Regions from separate parts of the Gossypium arboreum genome. Here all the other regions are linked to region 2. A link is a contact called in public Hi-C data. All regions are on one chromosome and are shown on one strand. The core of a region is the stretch at or near the end of the contact, and the rest is flanking DNA. Distances in the headings are between cores, read along the strand shown.

Evidence for each region. A called contact is a pair of places that touch in the nucleus more often than the background predicts.
Region 1: a Hi-C map of leaf shows a contact between it and region 2, with 4 times the contacts expected there. The contact joins the promoter of LOC108487026 here to the promoter of LOC108487208 in region 2. A contact is called at or near these places in 2 of 5 Hi-C or Micro-C datasets (both in leaf).
Region 3: a Hi-C map of leaf shows a contact between it and region 2, with 5 times the contacts expected there. The contact joins the promoter of LOC108489477 here to the promoter of LOC108487208 in region 2. A contact is called at or near these places in 2 of 5 Hi-C or Micro-C datasets (both in leaf).

Annotation. Positions count from the first base shown.
Region 1 is chr10:45,442,348-45,445,707 of ASM2569848v2, forward strand. It overlaps LOC108487026 (UDP-glucuronate 4-epimerase 6-like), which reads right to left and starts at 1,853. Exons shown (of 1, transcript XM_017791230.2): 1 at 1-1,853. The coding sequence starts at 1,547. The coding sequence ends at 183.
Region 2 is chr10:45,658,276-45,661,488 of ASM2569848v2, forward strand. It overlaps LOC108487208 (3'-5' exonuclease-like), which reads right to left and starts at 1,696. Exons shown (of 6, transcript XM_017791485.2): 1 at 1,404-1,696; 2 at 1,141-1,320. The coding sequence starts at 1,647. LOC108488936 (a long non-coding RNA gene) reads right to left here. Exons shown (of 2, transcript XR_001871836.2): 2 at 2,810-3,178.
Region 3 is chr10:45,414,222-45,417,312 of ASM2569848v2, forward strand. LOC108489477 (methylenetetrahydrofolate reductase 2) reads left to right here and starts at 1,473. Exons shown (of 12, transcript XM_053020184.1): 1 at 1,473-1,721; 2 at 2,056-2,497; 3 at 2,574-2,634; 4 at 2,715-2,797; 5 at 2,894-3,067. The coding sequence starts at 2,099. It overlaps LOC108487574 (glycine-rich RNA-binding protein 2, mitochondrial-like), which reads left to right. Exons shown (of 5, transcript XM_017791947.2): 5 at 76-411. The coding sequence ends at 201.

The sequences.
Region 1 (3,360 bases), core at 603-3,102, 220 kb before region 2:
TCTTTTCACATTTATCCTTTTCTATATCATCATCAAATATTAATCTATATCTATATGCTACAGTAACAACACCTCCAACACTTTGATCCTTTTTTTTACATCATAGGACCAAAAATACAAAATTCAAAAAAAAAAAAAAAAAAACCAACCAACCATGTGCTTGATGATGAAGCTCAATGTTCTTAGCCAGATTCACCGGTAGCTTGACTTTCCTTCCTTGTCTTTGATTGAATCCCATAATAACTGATGTACCATTTCACAAATTTCCTCAACCCAGTGGACAAATCCGTGGTGGGCTTGTACCCGAAGTCCTTGAAGGCTAACGTCACGTTGGCATGTGTGAAGGGCACGTCCCCATTTCTTGGCATCGTGATCACATGTTTCTTGGCCTTTGTGCTCAGCAACCCTTCCAGGATCGATACCAATCGCCCCACTGGGACCGGCGATGTGTTCCCCAAGTTGTAAACTCTCAACTGAGCCGCCCCTTTCTTCTTCCCGCCGCTTCCGGTGCTCTTCTCCGCCGTGTCCAACGCCCCTAAACACCCTTTCACCACGTCGTCTATGTAGGTGAAGTCACGCGCCACCTCTTTCTGATCATGCGTCTCGTATATGTCAATCGACTTCCCTTGTAGGATGTCTTTAGTGAAGAAGAAATAAGCCATGTCGGGTCTTCCCCAAGGACCGTAAACCGTGAAGAATCTTAGCCCCGTAAGGGAAAGACCGTAGATATGGTTGTAAGTGTGGGCGATTTCTTCGCCGGCTTTCTTTGTGGCGGCGTAAAGGCTAGCCGGTTGGTCTGTCCGGTCGCGTTCGGAGAATGGGTTTTCGGTGTTGAGGCCGTAAACGGAGCTCGATGATGCCCAAACAATGGATGGCTGAGGATTGGCTGCTTTGGCTACTTCGAGCAAGTTAACAAAGCCTGCAATGTTGGAGCTGATGTACGACTGTGGGTTTTGCATGGCGTAACGTACGCCGGCCTGAGCCGCTAAGTGAAGGACGTGAGTGAAGGGCACAACGTCGAATAGCTTGGTCAGCAATGGCCCGTCGTTCAAGTCACCTTCGACGATGAAAACTTGGTGCTTACTCAAAAGGTTTTGCCTGGCTCTTTTCAAAGACGGATCGTAGTAGTTATTGAAGTTGTCTAAACCAAGAACCCCATCGCCTCGTTTCTTCAAAGCGAGGGAACAGTGGGAACCGACGAACCCAGCGGCGCCAGTGACCAAAACGGAGAACCCATTGGTTCTACGTGGCGTGGAAGAGAGTCGCACTTGTTTCTCCCAGGCGGCACCGCCCCCGGCGGAGAAAAGGGAAGTGGAAAGTAAGCTGTGGTGGTGGAGACGGTGGTGAGGAGGAACATGGTGGGGAGTATCGGAAAGAGGAGGGTAATTGATGGTGAAAAAAAGGATCAGAATCAAAGCAATGAGAAGGGTTGCACGAAAGAGAAGTTTAGAGGAAGCCGAGATGAGTTTGGTGCTGTGAATTTTTCGGAGATAATTGTTGTATCTCTCTAATTTCAAGGTTTTGCTGGTGTCCGGTGGTGTAGGCATTTTCTTTTCAACTAATTTTGGGGGTTTGCTTTTTTGCTTTGTTTACTACTGAAAGTGTTATTGGGTGTGATTGCTTTCACCTTTTTCCTTTTCGGGAAGAGAGGAAAAAAAGGGCTCAATGTGTTGGAGAAGAGAGGTTGAGCCCTGAAGTTGAGAAGTGTGTAGATGGAAGATTATAAAGAGGGGAAGAGAATTGGAAGGAAAATAAATAAAATAAAGAGAAACGGAGGGGAAAGGTGGTGGCCATTGGTTGGACGCCACTTTTAGTTTTTATTTTTTATTTTTTTAAAAATAATTCAACTTCAGATATGCCACTTTTGAATTCAATTTCTAATATAAATTTTTTTTATTTTATCAAAATAAAAAAAAAAAATAATTTTGTACTACACATTTATATTTGTAGTCATTTGAAAAACTCATTTCCACTTGAATCTACATAGAAATTACTACTAAATCAATAATTGACACTAAGACTTATGCTACATACTCTTTTTAATTAAAAAAATAAATAAATTAAAAATGGAACAACAAGGGTGATATTTTATTGAAATAAAAGATAGATAAAACTGAAATTGAAAGTGTCCAATTTGGAAATAGAACACAAAACAAAGAGTTTTTTGGCCAGCATAACTTTAGCTTACTTCACAAAAATTGACAAATGGAAAGCGAGCAATAAATGGCCCACAATTTCAGTGATAATTACAATGTGAATCAAATCAATGCATAGGAGATAGGGATATTTTTGCCAGCTATCTTCTTTAAAGTTAAAGAAAAAAGAACACTCCCCTCATGTGCCTTCTAAAGGCATAGCAACTGGCTTTGTCATGAATAAAGACTAAAACAATCATCTAATTAATTTTATGATACTCCCTCAAAAATTCATATAAACTACTTTAGAAATGATTGTTACACACAGCTATGAATTCAATATATGAAGTACAATAGCATATTACATTAAAATGTTCTCTGCTAAACGCAAAATTCTACTACTCAATTTTATTTCTAAAATCTGTTTCCTAGATTATTTAATAAATATCAATATTAAATTATTATTTTTATTTCACATCTTTACCCTTGTTCTTTTTAAACATTTCATATTATTTTAAATAAAGTGTAAAATAAATTAAAATATTCTTGATTAAGTGATAAGTAGTTATGTTCTCTTGCCTTCACCGAAAAGTGATAGAGTTTAAGTAAAAATATAAGCTCAAAAATAGATTTGAGCTAAAAATAAGCTTTATTTAAAAAATGAGTCGAGCCTCGAGTAAGGTATTTTGTTCGACCCTAATTCACAAAAGGACAAAAAATATTTTTTATTATTGTTTTAATGCTATTTTCTTATTGTTTTCTCCCTATTTTATTACAATTTCAGTATTATATTGCTACTATTTAAGTATTAGTATTTTTAAAATTTCTTTTCATCTGTTGGGAAATATTTATATATATTTAAAAATTATATAAAAAATTTAATACAGGCGGGCCGGGCCGAGCCAGAGTTTTAGCATTTTTATCTGGGTCGGGATTAGGCAAAATGTTAGGCTTATTTTTTGGGCCAGGTTTGGGCCTAGCAAATGGGCCTAAAATTTTGGTTGGGCACGACTCGAACCCGACCCATGAACACCTCTAATGATAAGTAGTTACTTATCATTTCTTTTTGTCGAAAAATATTCTACCAGATGATTTTTATTATAAATTATCAAATGTGTGTAAAAAATTAAATAATTAAAAATTGTTATAAATACATTAAATGGATGTTTATAACCTTTAAGCATTTATGAAAGTAATGAGTTAAACCCCATATTCATTATTAAAT
Region 2 (3,213 bases), core at 446-2,945:
TAATATAAAAGTAAAAAACAAATACTCATTATATTTGGTATTGCATTATTTTCATTTATGTATCTTTATTTAAGACATTGTTAAAATATGCATCCACATACTTTTATCTAACTTTTAGATCCTTTTTAGCCAATTCCAAGACTTAAAAAGAAAAACCAAACATGCAGACACATACAAGTGTTGGATATCAATACCAGAGTCCACACAAGCCAATGTCTATAGTACCAAACAGATACTACTTTTCATGAAAGTTCAAGAGGGCAAGACAGAAACCAGATAGACAAGTGATATGTTAGTAGAGGTGTATGAATTCTGTGTACTAGTACAAATTCAATATGTGCATGTTTCAATGCTATACTAAATGCAATCAGAGAATGATCTAAATAGACCACTTCTACCAGAAAGTAGACAAGATAAGGGAAAAACATGAATATAAATAACGGTTTGCAAGCATACAACCATTTAGGTTATCACAGTTAAGAGTATTTCAATTAAAAGGAAATGATTGGTAATGGCAACAGCAACTCATGAAACATGGATTAAAGAGCTATATTGCTTTGACTCTTCATTTTACTAAAGTACCTGTATTCAACGCATAGTTGGACAGGAGTATAGGGATATGACCATTCGAGGATCTCCAAATACATTAAAAACATAGGAAAAAATTGAATATTTCTGTGTTGGGAACTTCCCCATATCCGGCACTCACACCTAAGGCCGAGTAATATAGGTAAAGAGTGCTTACTTTCTGCTTTAAAAGAAATTATAGCAATGCTGCTTTATGGAAGAAAGGAAGAGGACAACACCAAACACGAGATATATATTTTGTTTTAAAATATGGCATATCAGAACCACTAAACATAAAAAAAATAATTAAATTAAATTAAAACCTACGAAAAAAAACACAATGCCAATTCTAGCATAAGTATTCTATCTAGAAATCATGCAATGTGAAAAAAATTCCAACTTTAAGTCTCAATTCTTTAAAATAATGATCAAAGATACCTTAGAGAGGTTTCATATTAACTTAAGAGATTTTCACATTTATTTGTTTTCACACTTTTTTTCTTTCTTAGGAAATAAAGAGAAAGGATTATATGAAATGAATGTAACAAGACAAGGAGGGTAAAGGAAGCAAACCTTTTTGGAAAGAGGGCTTCCACTCAATATCAAACCCTAAAGCAACTTGACCCATTTCTTTCTTCTTAATTTCAACAATTTTTAATAGCTCCATTGCAGCATTTTCTACCTCATCTTCCGTAAAGCTATACAAAATATGACCTCCAAATCTCAACGGCGGATATCTAAGCCTTGTATTAGCTGCCAATCAGAAAAATCAAAGGGTTTACTATTAGTGCATTTATTTTAATTACAAAATGGGTAAAGTAAGGGATAGCAAATACATTGACAACGAGCGAAGGAAGACGGAAAAGAAGGCGGGGGTGAGAGAATAGAATGGGGCAATTGGCGGCTGGTTTTGAGGTTATCTTGATGATGGACGGCGGACTTGCGTTTCTTGCGAGAAGATGAAGGAGGAGAAGGAGGAGTAGGAGGAGTGGCTTCAATGGCATCCATTAATCGGATCACGTCTTCAGTGAAATGGTCGTCCCAATCCAAACTGAAACTATTGTAGTCTTTGAATTCCATTTCTACATCTGAAATAGAATTCTGGATTTGGTTGAACCAGTTTGGGCTTTTAATGGCTAAAAACGTTCAAATTTTGATCATGGCGTCTGGTAGAGTAATGGGCCGATTTTCAAAAAGTTTTTGCAAGGATTTGAGCCCATCCCAGTCCAATTCGCACAAAATACTTTCTAATATTTTAATTTAATTCAGGCCTGCCCGACCCCTGAAACTTTTTGTCAATCCCCATCAACATCTTTAGCCTCGGGTCAACCTTGAATTTTGACTAGTTTTTGAAAACTTTCTCCAAAATTTCTCTAATAAGAAATAAAATTTTATATTTTCTCCAAAATTTGTTTAATAAATTGAAAAAATCAAGTGAAAAGAATATAATTTTGAAAAGATAAATACTAAATCTAAATTATAAAATTTATTTAATATATTATCTTTTGTTAAATAAAAATAATAGTGATAATTTTAATTACATAAAATTGAGTTATAACATGAAAAGAAGTTTAAAAGCATAAAATAGATATTAATTTTATCTTCTGAATATAAAATATTTAATTTAGAAAAACTTTTACACACTCTTAATTCTACTTAACAGTATATCTTATGCCATATGTTGTTCCCAGCATTAAAATTTAAAATATTTTAATAACTAAACATTTAGTATTTCTAATTTAGAGTTATAAAATGGAAAATAACCTAAGAACTAGAGTTTTTTTTATATTTTAATATAAAAATATTTTTACAGACCCTAATTCTGCTTAACCGATCTTCTACCAAATTTTAATCCTAATTTATATTAAAATTTAAATATTGTTATGAATATCTCATTAAGTGGATGTCCATCATGATTAAGATAAAGTTTTATGTACTTTAAATTCTAATAGTTATTAAAATTAGATCTCTACTTCTTTTATACTTCTTATGCCTATAAATAGAGACTCTAATGAAGTATTATAATCATCCATTTGATTAATAAAGTAAATTCTCTATTGCTTTCATATTTTATTTGTTCTTTATTCTCTCTATCTCTCTTTATTTTATAATATGTTGTCAACATGATGATTCTCTATAATTTTTTTCAAAATCTTTCGAAGTCATCCCACAGATCAAATTATTTTTCACCTTAAACTTTCACCTTTACAACTTCATCTTCAAGATGTTGAAAGATTCAATCTCAGAATGAATTATAATTTTTATTCTCGATCTTTGATTTATTGTACAAGCATCGTGTAATAGGTCAATTTTGACCTGGGCTTATAATAAATAAACCAATAATGTCCAAATTTTAAAATCCAAATTACAAAAATTAAAACCCAAACTACAACCCATATCAAAACCCAATACCTAACTTAAGCCCTAAACCCAATTACCCAATACACATCAGCCCACTATCCTAAAACATTTTCAATCAAACCCTAGGAGCTGCCCTAGCCATTGCCCTCTCCCACGTGCTTCGTCGGCAAGTCCAACGCCCGAAAGTCGGCTCCCCTAACACCGCTTGTACCAACATGGCAAGCTTTTGCACCATCGCTTCCGTCTAGGCCTACAAAACGAGAACAAAAAAAAAGAAAGCAAGAC
Region 3 (3,091 bases), core at 223-2,722, 240 kb before region 2:
AAAAAAGACATTGGTATATGGAACATGTTTCTGGTGAATCTGGTATTTGATTATTTTGTGGTACTGAAATTACAGGAACTCAATGGCCGAAATATTCGAGTAAGTTATGCCAATGAAAGACCTAGTGGCGGCCCTCGAGCTTATGGTGGTAATGGTGGTTTCCGTGGTAGTGATGGTTTCGGTAGGGATGCTGGTTACTAGGTTCTCCCATCAAAATCTTTCCATAATCATGTTCCTAGAGCTAGTAGATTTGATGATACAGTTATTTATATTCGAATTATATGCTAAAAACTTATGCAACTAGTTTTCTCTAGTTAGAGGTTGATTAATTAATTGTGATTTTTCCTTGAGTTATCAAGGTTTTTTAATTAATAACTTTTTATTTATAAAATCAATTAAATATTGCCAAAATATTTTTAGTAAATATAATTTTCATGTGTAATATTTTTTTCAATCTATATCATGAGTGTAGTAAATTTTAGTATTATATATTTTTGTATTTGTATTTGAAATATTTTATAAATAAACATAGTGATGTTTGAAAAATTATTTTATAATATTAGAAATTAACCTTCCCACATTATAGGAGGAAGAAACAAATATTTTGATATATAAATATTATATGTATAAAAATATATCAAAAAATTAGTTGATGTTTTTACAAAATAAAATATATTTAACATTTTGATAAAATATCAATTTTATAAAAAATATTTTTATTATATAATTGGTAATAATTATTTAATTTTATAAATAAAAATATTAATTTAAAAATAAATTAAAATAAAAATTTGAAAATAATATTAATTAAAAATATTAAATAAAAAATTTAAAACGATATAAAATAAAAAATACAAATGTGAATCAAATCTAAAATCACTATTAATTAATTATTTAATCAAAAAAAGCTTGAGGAAGAAAATATTAAAACAAAATCACCAAAAGAAGTGATGTGTTAAAAAGTTAAAAATGCATTCTACAAAATACGTTTCAGTTCTCTCCACAAAATCAATCTATTTTCTTAAAAATGGTATTTATTTTTATTAAAATCGGCCATAAAAAGAGTAAGGAAAAAGGTCAAAAGCTGATTCAGTGTACGAACTAAAAAGAGGGATGAAACTAAAACAATGAAATAATAGTGAGTTTTGGTAAGAAAAGGAAAATACAATCGCCAATTTTGTGATTCATTTCAAGCTGACGCCACCAACATGTCGGCATCGCTGTTTGTGGTTGGTAAGCAATATATACGACAACCGTATTAGTATCTTATGGTCTAATTTCCTCTCACTCCCTCTACTTTTTTAAATTTAAAAAATTTAATCTCCCATTTAGAAATCAAAGTTGACTTGATAACACTTTAGTTAAATCTGAATTGATTATATATTTTCAAATGAAAGAGATTGGTTTTCCTAAATTAAAAAAAAGTGCAAAAGGGCAGGGGCATAAGAATTAAACCGTATGGTATTGACCTTTAATGGGTAAATACTGAATTGAGAGTGGGATAAGGCCATTGGGTTGTTGAGTGGGCAACAACGTCATTTCAAAAGACACCAACCCCCATCCGTTCCCTTCCTCTCTCAAATGCAAATACTCCCATTGCAATGCCTCCACCTCCCATCTCTCTCTTAACCAACCACAAACCCATTTGTGAGTCTCTTTTTCCTATTTTTCTGGGATATTTTTGTGTTTCCATGAATTTGGGACAATGTACTACTACAAATGTTAGATTTGGACTTTCAGTCTTTGTTTAGTGCCTTGTTGATTCTTCATAATGTATTTCTTAACAGTGGCCGCTTAAATTTTAGCTCATCTGATCTATGACTTTTAGTTTATCATTCATGCTTTATCCTATACGATTTACTTAGAAAGGATTGATTTCAAGATTGCCCATTTTTATCTTCTTCTATGATGTTCAAAGTGATCGTTTTTGCTCTGAACCATCGGTTATTCTTTTAGATTCAGATTCGGTCTTGGGTTTGTTTTGTTGCGACTTCCTGTTGTTCTTTTCTTGTTTTATCTCTCCAAACACCTCAGTTTCATATTGAATTCTTGCAGAAGTTGGTGTTGGTGACACCGAGAGTTCAAGATCCAATTAAAGATGAAGGTGATAGAGAAGATCCAATCTTTGCAAGAAGGGAAAGTGGTGTTTTCCTTTGAGTTCTTCCCTCCAAAGACTGAGGATGGAGTAGACAACCTATTCGAGAGAATGGATCGTATGGTTGCTCATAACCCGTCCTTCTGTGACATTACATGGGGTGCAGGTGGTTCCACTGCTGATCTCACCCTCGACATTGCTAACAAGATGCAGAATATCATCTGTGTGGAGACGATGATGCACCTCACTTGCACCAATATGCCCGTAGAGAAGATTGACCATGCTCTTCAGACCATCAAGTCCAACGGTATTCAGAATGTTCTCGCCCTCCGAGGTGATCCCCCTCACGGCCAGGATAAGTTTGTCCAGGTCGAAGGCGGCTTCTCCTGTGCCCTTGATCTGGTAAAGCCATTGCTCATTCTGCCCTGTTTTTATTTCTTAATGTACATATGTTACTAACTTTTAATTCCTATTCTAGGTGAAACATATCAGATCTAAATATGGTGACTACTTTGGCATCACAGTTGCTGGTTATCCAGGTGCTTTTCATAGACATATATACATATATAAGAGGCTTGTTCATGTGGCTTTTGATTAATAGTTTGCTTTCTTTGCTCAGAGGCACATCCCGATGCCATAGGAAATGACGGTGTAGCCACACCTGAAGCTTATCAGAATGATCTTGCCTACTTAAAGAGAAAGGTTTTACTCTTTAACTCATTGCTTGATTTGGAAATATTGTCTTAATTCTAATTTATATTGGTTAATTTTCATGCTAAAATCTTCTTTACTACATAGGTTGATGCAGGAGCTGATCTGATTGTTACTCAACTGTTTTATGATACCGATATCTTTCTCAAATTTGTCAATGAATGTCGCCAAATTGGAATTAATTGTCCTATCGTGCCGGGTATTATGCCCATTAATAACTACAAGGGTTTCTTGCGAATGACTGGCTTTTGCAAAACTAAGGTATGCGGTATAACATGATATTTT